Regions from separate parts of the Sus scrofa genome. Here region 2 is linked to region 1. Evidence: chromatin contacts called from public promoter capture Hi-C data. All regions are on one chromosome and are shown on one strand. The core of a region is the stretch at or near the end of the contact, and the rest is flanking DNA. Distances in the headings are between cores, read along the strand shown. Region 1 holds the start of EPCAM (epithelial cell adhesion molecule). Region 2 holds the start of SOCS5 (suppressor of cytokine signaling 5).

Region 1 (4,203 bases), core at 598-3,097:
CTCAAAAGTTCATTTTAACTTAAAATTGGCAACCCCATTTAATTTCTTTTACTTGTCTAGCTAAGCAAGTACAATCATTAAAAACAAAAACCTGTTATGACAGACCAAAGAATTTTTATATTGATCCTTCCTATCTCAGGTTGACTTTAATTTTACTGTTTAAAGTATAATCATTATGAACCACCCATATAATCTGTCCAGCACCAAACTCAGTTTTGTATAATGGCTGTCCTCAAAGAGTTAAAATTTTATGCAGCAGTATGCTATACCTGCTCAGAGTACATATTTACACTTCAACTATGTGAAATACAAGAGACCAAGCAGGTACAGATTTTCCGAACATATTCCTACAGAATATCACTTTAAAGCAATGTAAGATTAAGTATTTAGCCTCAGACTGAAGCTGAAAAAACATGAGTTGACCTAACTGCATTATTTTGAAAGTATAATGAATTAGGCCAGTTGGGGGGGGGGGAGGATATAAAAGCCTTTCCAGAAGTTCCTCTTGTGGCTCTGTGGAAACGCATCTGACTAGCATCCATGAGGACAAGGTTTGATCCCTCGCTAGTGGCTTAAGGATCTGTCATTGCTGTTGCTGTGAGCTGTGGCTCAGATCGCAGACATGGCTCAGATCCCGCATTGCCTTAAGCTGTGGCGTAGATCCCGGACTCCGCTGGGATCCCGCGTTGCTCTGGCTGTGGTGTAGGCCAGCAGCTACAGCTCTGATTTGAACCAGAGGCTGGGAACTTCTATGTGCGGAGGGCGGGGGGGCAGGTGCGCTGAGGCCTTTAAAAAAAAAGTCTTTCCAGAAAGCTTTGGCTGACACTTCACTGTTAGCCACTACGTTACAAATAAATCAAAAGATGACAGCCAAGATGTTTATTCCCGAGTAAGAAAAACTGGAATCAACCTACACGTCCAACATTTTGGATTAACGGTACGACCTTTAGGCTATAGAGTGCTCTGTACAATTTAAACCTGTGCTTTTCAAAACTAAAGAGAACGAAAAACTCTGGATATTATATAGGGGAAAAATTAAGATATAAAACTGTGTTGAGGCTTAGGGCAATGTTTAGAGCAATGTCTAAAGAAAAATATACCTTATTATTAACTACAGGATTCTCTTTAAGTGGTGGCATTACGCCGACATTTTTTACTCTAGGATTATCGCTCGATCGGGGTTCCCTACAATAAACTGCTCGTTCCTGATACGATCCTTAAAGGGAAAAGACCCACACACCTCGTAGTCTAGGCCCAGGAGGACGTCCTCCCGCGCACAGGTGCGCAACGGCCCCGGAGGCCTCACCTTAACCACTTATCCCCGCCCGAGACCCACATCCGGGGCCAGCCGCAGGTGCCCGGGGAGGGGCGGGGCCTCAGGTCGCTGTCGCAGGAGTCCCCTCGCGGCCGGAGCAAGTTTCCGCCTCGCCAAAATCCCAAGTGAGCCTGGGCCGTTGGAGGTGGGCGCGTCGAGGAGTCCAGGTCCGCTGCCACTCGGTTCCCCGTCTGCCCCTCCGGCCTTGGCCGAGCCATTTCCCGAGGGAGGCGCGCAGAGCGCCAAGTGAGGCTGCTCCCTCCAGCCCGCGCAGGTGGGCGCCTTCCCGCCGCCTCCCACCGCAGAGGGCCTGGGCCCCAGCAGCCCGGCGCCGTCCGTCTCTCGGCGGGAAAGCCTGGCCGCCCGCCCCTTCCCTACAGTCTCCGCCTTGGGAGCTGAGAGTCGCTACCCTCCGGTCTTCCTAACCCCGCAACTCCACTCCTCACCTTGTTGGGCCGCGGCCACCGCCGCCGTCGCCGCGGCGAGCAGGAGCCCGAACGCGAGGACCTGGGGGGGCGCCATGGTGCGCGGGCGCCGAGGACCAGGGCGCTCGGGACGCGAGGCTGGCCGGGGGCTCGCGGGAGGACGCCCCGACGGAGTGGGGTGCCGGGCGCTCGCTGGCCGGCGGGGCGGCGTGAGGAAACCTGGAAGGCGTGGGTCCGCGTCGGGAGGACTGCGGCGAGGTGCCCTGGGGCTGGAGGAAAGATGCGAGCCTGCCGACCTTCTGCGCGTTCTGGGCGCGCGGCGGGGCGGAGCAGACCTGGCCGACCTGGTGGCCCCGCCTCCCAGCCCCTGCCCCCGGCTGCTCACCTCTGAGGGCAGGTTCTCGGTGAGTCACCGCCCGGGGCGGCAGGGAGGAGGTGGCCACAGGTTCTCGTCCCCTCCCCCCACTCCGGGCGCGGCCGCAGGGGAGCCACCCCCTTCCCAGGTGTGCGCTGGAAAGGAGTCGCCGCCAGGTGCTTCCTCTTGCGGTGGCCACGGAGAAAGTTTGAAAATACTGAGACTTTCTTCTTATCAGAGAAAGTACGACACTGAAACCTTGAAGAATAGGGCTTGGGGGAAAGAGTGAAGGGGATGGGAAGAGGAAGATGGAAGTGGAATACAAAGGGAAGCCAGAGAACCTTCCCTACCACAATAAAAAAGACCTTTGACCTTACCTGGCCGTTTAATTTTACTCCTTTAAAACTGGAAGAAAAAAAAAAAATCTCCCTAGATCTAGAGGTGACACATTTGTGTGTGTGGTTTTGGGTTTTTTTTGTTTTTTGTCTTTTTGCCTTTTCTAGGGCCGCTTCCGTGGCATATGGAGATTCCCAGGCGAGGTCTACACCAGAGCCACAGCAACGCAGGATCCGAGCCTCGTCTTCGACCTACACCTCAGCTCACGGTAATGCTGATCCTTAACCCACTGAGCAAGGGCAGGGATCGAACCCGCAACCTCAGGGTTCCTAGTCGGATTCGTTAACCACTGCGCCACGAAGGGAACTCCTGTGTGTTCTTTATAATTGTTCTCAATAATCCTTTTCTCCCTTAAAAAAATTTTTTTTATTGGAGTATAGTTGACTTACAAAGTTGTGTTAGTTACAGGTGTACAGCAAAGTAAGTCAGTTACACATATAACTATTCCTTTTCAGATTCTTTTCCCATCTAAGTCATTACACGATACTGAGTAGATTACCCTATGCTGTACAGTAGGTCCCTGCTATCCATCTTTTATATATGGTGGTATGTATACTTTTCATTTCTTTTGAGTATTTTTATTACTTGAAGGTGTAAGAAAAGGTGTTCCCATAGAACCAAATGCTGGGAACTGAGATTATTTGGTTTTGATTAATATTAGAGAATAATATTGATGAGTACTTTGAAAATATAGGAAGTGAAAACAAAGGACAATAATTTATTTCAATGCAAATGACTTCAAATTACAACATGCTGTCCGTTACACTCTTGGAATAATTGTAATAACTTGAAGCTTTTATTAACTATTAAAGTATTGGGAGTTCCCATTGTGACTCAGCGGTAGAGAACCCAACTAGTATCCATGAGGATGTGGATTATTCAATTGCTCACCCACCTCTGTAGTTAAGGATCCCCTATTGTGTAGGTCACAGACACAGCTTGGATCTGCCTTTGCTGTTGTTTTGGCTGTGGTGAAGGCCAGCAGCTGCAGCTCCCTTCTACCCCTAGCCTGGGAACTTCATATGGCCTGGTGCGGCCCTTAAAGAAAAAAAAACTAGTAAAGTATTAAGTATTTTTAGTGTTATTTTTGTTAGCTGCAATATCATTATTTTCTGCTTTTTTTTTTTTTAAGGTTTGTTTTCTGTTTAAATCATTGGAGAAAGTGTTCAAAAAAGGAAAAGTGAAAAATCAATTTAAAGGCCCAATTGGCTGGGGGAAAAATGTAATTGTAATGTATACATGTAAGGATAACCTGATCCCTTGCTGTACAGTGGGAAAATTAAAAAATAAATAAGTAAAAGAAAAAAAAATAAAGGCCCAATTACAAAAAATAAATAAAATGGAGTTCCCATCGTGTCTCGGTAGTGATGAATCCGGCTAGCATCCATGAGGATGTGGGTTCCATCCCTGGCCTTGCTCAGTGGGTTAACAATCCAGTGTTTCTGTGAGATGTGGTGTAGGTCAAAGACACTGCTCAGATCTGGTATTGCTGTGGCTGTGGTATAGGCCAGGATTGCACCCCTAGCCCACAAACTTCCATATGCCCTTATGAGGCCCTAAAAAAAAAGAGAAAAAATAAAGATTCAACTAAATTTGATTAATCTTTACAAATATAAAGTCAAAAATTATACTTTTACAGAGCAATAATTTATGTATTGTACTCTCCCATTGCTATTTGATTAATGTAAATAATCACACTGATACAGTAAATA
Region 2 (4,203 bases), core at 558-3,057, 670 kb after region 1:
CTAAGAGGTGGCGACTGCAAATATCAACACCTTTTTGCAGAAATGTTTTCTCTGACTGACAATTACAATTTACACCAAAGGGAAAATACGATCTACAAAATTTTCTTCTATATGTTTAAGTAGTCCCTAAAAACACACCTCATTTTTCATTTTGTAAATGTCAGGAATTAGTAAGATAACATATATATGATTAAGAAAATATTAAAAAGATTAAAGATCAAGCTGTACAATTCTCAGCTTCCTCTTCTCAGTGACATGAAGAACCTCCACCGGCTGCCACAGAGGTGGATTCTGTAGACTGCCACTGCCTAACCCAGGTATGCATTTTTTACGTTCTTAACCCACTCTCAAGAGTGTTATGCAAGTTCAGGATATTAAAATTAAACTAAACATCTGACATTAAGATTCCCAACTGTTAGAACACTCAACCTGATCTTCACATTGCCTTCTAGAGCTGCTAACTAACCAACATCTTCCCACTTCAACGCTTAAAAGTTAAAATATGTTAAACTATAGAATTTGTGGTTCAATTTTGCATGACCTTGTAAAGAAACAATGAAAAGCAAGGAGAGAAAGCATTCGAATTACCTATTAATCTTGCAGAATAAAAGTCAGTAGCAAAGTGTAATAGTACAGTCCAGCCAAAATGCTACGTTGGGAGGAAGTAAGCCATTGCAATGGATGGAGAAACCTGAAGAAAGGATCTTCTCAGATGGAGAAGCTGCTACAAGAATTTCAAGGAGCAGTTTGAGAAATTCCAGCAAAACTAATAACTGGTAAAACACCACCGAACACATACATATATTTTAAAATAAAAGATAACGTCCAAGGTCCACCTTTTTGTTGGAATACCAAAAGAAAATGTGATCTCGACTCCAATCCCCCTGCCTTTCAAAGTTCAGAACCAAGCCAAGATGTGTACTTAAAACTGTTTCTGAGCATCCTTCTTTAAAAGCAACTCCCTCTCCAGCAAGTCACTTCCCTCTGGCTACTTGAACGTCCAAATCCCAGCACCAAAGAATCTTAGGGCCCCAAGGAGTTGCAGAGGGGTCTTTCAGTGCCCGCCTGAGCATCCCTTCCCACCTCCCGTTAAACTCCGGAGGTGCTCCAGTCACTTTCCCCATCCAAGCTCCCCAGTTCTCTGGCTCACCTCCCGGTGGACCTCTCTTCTCGTCGACCTTGAGGACCCCGGGATCGGAGCTTTAGAGCCCCAAATGACTTGGCCGGTAACCCCTAGCCTGCGGCGCGCGCAAATGCCCCAGTCTCCGGTGACCTCCCCTCGATTCACCGCGACCCGTATCACGAACGCCCTCCGACTAGCTCGGAGCAACCCCCTTTCCCTTAAGCGACCTATGTTCCTCCAACCAGAAAAACAATTCCACGAAATGCATCGAGAACCTACTAAGTGCAAGCTCCCACTATGCGCCGCAGGGTCTGCACCGGGCTCCCGGCCCGGGTTTGCGGTCCCCCGCCCGTCGTCCTCTTGCCTGCCAGAGGGCCGGCGCTGCCTCCACCCGGGGTGGAGGCGCCGGCCGGAGGCGGACTGCGCCGGGCGCGGGCACCGGGGCCGGAGAGGCGGCCGCTAACGGAGGCGCGAGGGTCCGGGAAGCGCACACCGGCCGGGCTGGCCACGGAGACACTTACCGGTCGGGGCGCGCAGAGCGGCCTCATCCAGGGGCACCTGCGGCCAGGCAGGACGGGCCCGGACGGCGCAGTCACCGAGAGGGCGAGTCTGCCCGCCTGCCGTCCCGTCCCGCTCCCTCCGACTGCCCGTGCGAGCGCAGTCTTGCTTCCTCCGGACGGAGTCCGGGGACCCCAGCTCCGCCGGATGCCCCCGCCAGGCCCCCACCCCTTTCCCCGGCCGCCTCCCCCTCTTCACCCTTTTCCCCTCCCCCCTCCCCGCGCCCCCACCAGAATGGAAAATACCTCCCCGGGCGGGGGGCGGCGGGGGCACGCCTCTCTGAAGGGCAGCCTACCGTGACCAATAGCAGGCGGGGCTCTGGAGGGGCGGGATTCTTAGTGGCCAATCCGAAGGCGTGTAGGTGAAGGCCGAAGTAGGGAGGCAGGGAGCGAGAGGGGGGCGGCCCGGGAGTCAGGGAGGTCCGGCCGCTCGGGTGCGCGCTGTGCGCGGCTGCCATTTTGGAGTCGGGCAGCTGCGACGGCGGCCGGTCCGGCCCGGGGAAAGAGAGGAGCCAGTCAGGTGGGAGAGAGGCTGTCACGTGGGTTTGAGGGGCGGTCTGCGGCCTGAGGGGAGGGGTCAGCGGCGGCGAGTCACGGGGGCTGAAGAGGGTCACGTGGTCAGAGAACGGCCATCAGTGGGCTTGGGGGCGGAAGGTCAGCCTTGAGGTGGAAGAAGGAGGAAAGCTTTGTCCCTGGTTTCTCTCTGTTAGGGAAAAGGAAAAGAAAAATGTTGCATGGAGGACGGGAGTGCCGGCTCGGAAAATGTGAATGAGCCTTCCCGTTAGTAAATGCAAAGATCCACGGGAACCTGGGCACTTAGTTTAATTCAAGCATTCCCATCCCCACGCCCGGCTGTCAAAAACGTGACTCATATAAGGATGGAGGGGGTTCGTCTCCCATTTTTTGCCTGTACTTTATATGGAAGGGCCCCCGCCCTAGAAATGGCTGAAAGGATAAAAGCGTAGTTGAGGCATTGTGACGCCTCCAGGACAGGCCATCTGGCCTTATAGAAACCTCTTCTTCATTCACAAACTTAACAGGCACTTCTGTGTTAAGACATTACCGTGATCGTATTCCGACGCCTCCAAATTAAAAAAAAAAACCAAAAAAAAAAAAACTTGACCATCTAGCTCTCATCTTTATTTCAATTCATGCTTCCAGGATAGGCTAAATTATATTCCTTACTAATCCACTGAAAATGCACCTCTTAAGGCAACCAGTGGCGTCATATAATCGAGTTCAAGAGTCACTTTTTGGTTCTTACATGATCTCTTTTGCAGTAGATTCTACGGACTACATCCTTATTGAATCTTTTTCCTCCCCAAGGCACTCCTCACTCCAGTTTCCCTGAAACCGTACATAAACCTTTAGATGATCTTTCTCTTCAATTAACCTTTCTAAATTTATTCTCTATTGGCTCTTGAAGAGAGTCCCAGGATCTGATCCTTAGTCCTCTTCTCAGAAGGTACATGGTCATTCTACTGCACACAGGGTGGTCTAGCCATTTTGATGGCTGAGTGTATGCAGATGAGGTCCCAATCTGCATACATAGTCTCCTCTTGAACCTAATCAGGACGTACCCAAACTGGAACTCAAATACCCTAAGAGGTCCACAAACTTGCTCCTTCCCATCTGTCCCTTATCTTCTTTGATAATATCACCATCCATTCCCTTAGCCAAACCAGAACCTGAGTGATCCTCTAGGCTACTGTCACTGCTGCAACACTTCCCTACCCTTTCAAACTTTGTCATGCCGATTATATTTACCCTTTGTCTCAATTTCTACAGCCACTGCCTCACCTGGGCCGTTTATTCATTTACCCAGTATTTACTAAGCATTTTACAACATGCCAGGATTGTTTGAGTTGCTCAGGATGTAGTGGTGAAGCAAACTGACAAGGTTCCTGAATAGGGTGAGACAAAATGTATATGAGGAAAGTAGCAAATAAATAATTCGGGGGTGATAAGCACTATGAATATCTCTCCCCCAGAAAAACAGGAAAACCTGTAAAAAAACCTCCCCAAATCGCTGCACAGCTCGTCACCTCAATCTCCCTCCTGCCTCCCCAACCTGCTCAACACTTTCTCAGCCTTTCTTCTTATTCTCAAAGAAAAGATGACCCTGATCCTTTCATCTGGAGTGATTTTATTTCTTGTCATCTGCTAGGACTTTCCTCTATCTTTATGTTACAGCTGCCTCAATACAGAGCCCCCGACTAGGAGATTAGCTATTCTGTCAGAGATGACGGACTAGAGATAAACTACTTTGAGGTCAGAGGGGATGGACCTGAGATCCCCAGCATCTTTGCACCTCCGCAATGCCTTGGCTTGGATTAGGTGCTCATAAAATGCATATTAAAATGAACTGGTGAATCCCCTGACCCCCGAATCAGGCTCCCACAAAAGCATCTCCAGCCCAAATCAGAATGGAAGGTCAGTGAACTCACCTATCAGAGATGCCTCATGGCAGAGGCAGGGTCATAATAAGAATACCTGTGTCGGTCCCTTCTAGGCCATGATGCT

The links. Promoter capture Hi-C pulls out the DNA fragments that hold promoters and counts their contacts.
Region 2: a promoter capture Hi-C map of fetal skeletal muscle shows a contact between it and region 1, with 4 times the contacts expected there. The contact joins the promoter of SOCS5 here to the promoter of EPCAM in region 1. A contact is called at or near these places in 1 of 5 promoter capture datasets (fetal skeletal muscle) and 1 of 2 datasets of contacts at active chromatin or transcription factors (alveolar macrophages).

Annotation. Positions count from the first base shown.
Region 1 is chr3:93,183,374-93,187,576 of Sscrofa11.1, forward strand. It overlaps EPCAM (epithelial cell adhesion molecule), which reads right to left and starts at 1,848. Exons shown (of 9, transcript NM_214419.1): 1 at 1,762-1,848. The coding sequence starts at 1,837.
Region 2 is chr3:93,852,269-93,856,471 of Sscrofa11.1, forward strand. SOCS5 (suppressor of cytokine signaling 5) reads right to left here and starts at 1,808. Exons shown (of 2, transcript NM_001162890.1): 1 at 1,645-1,808.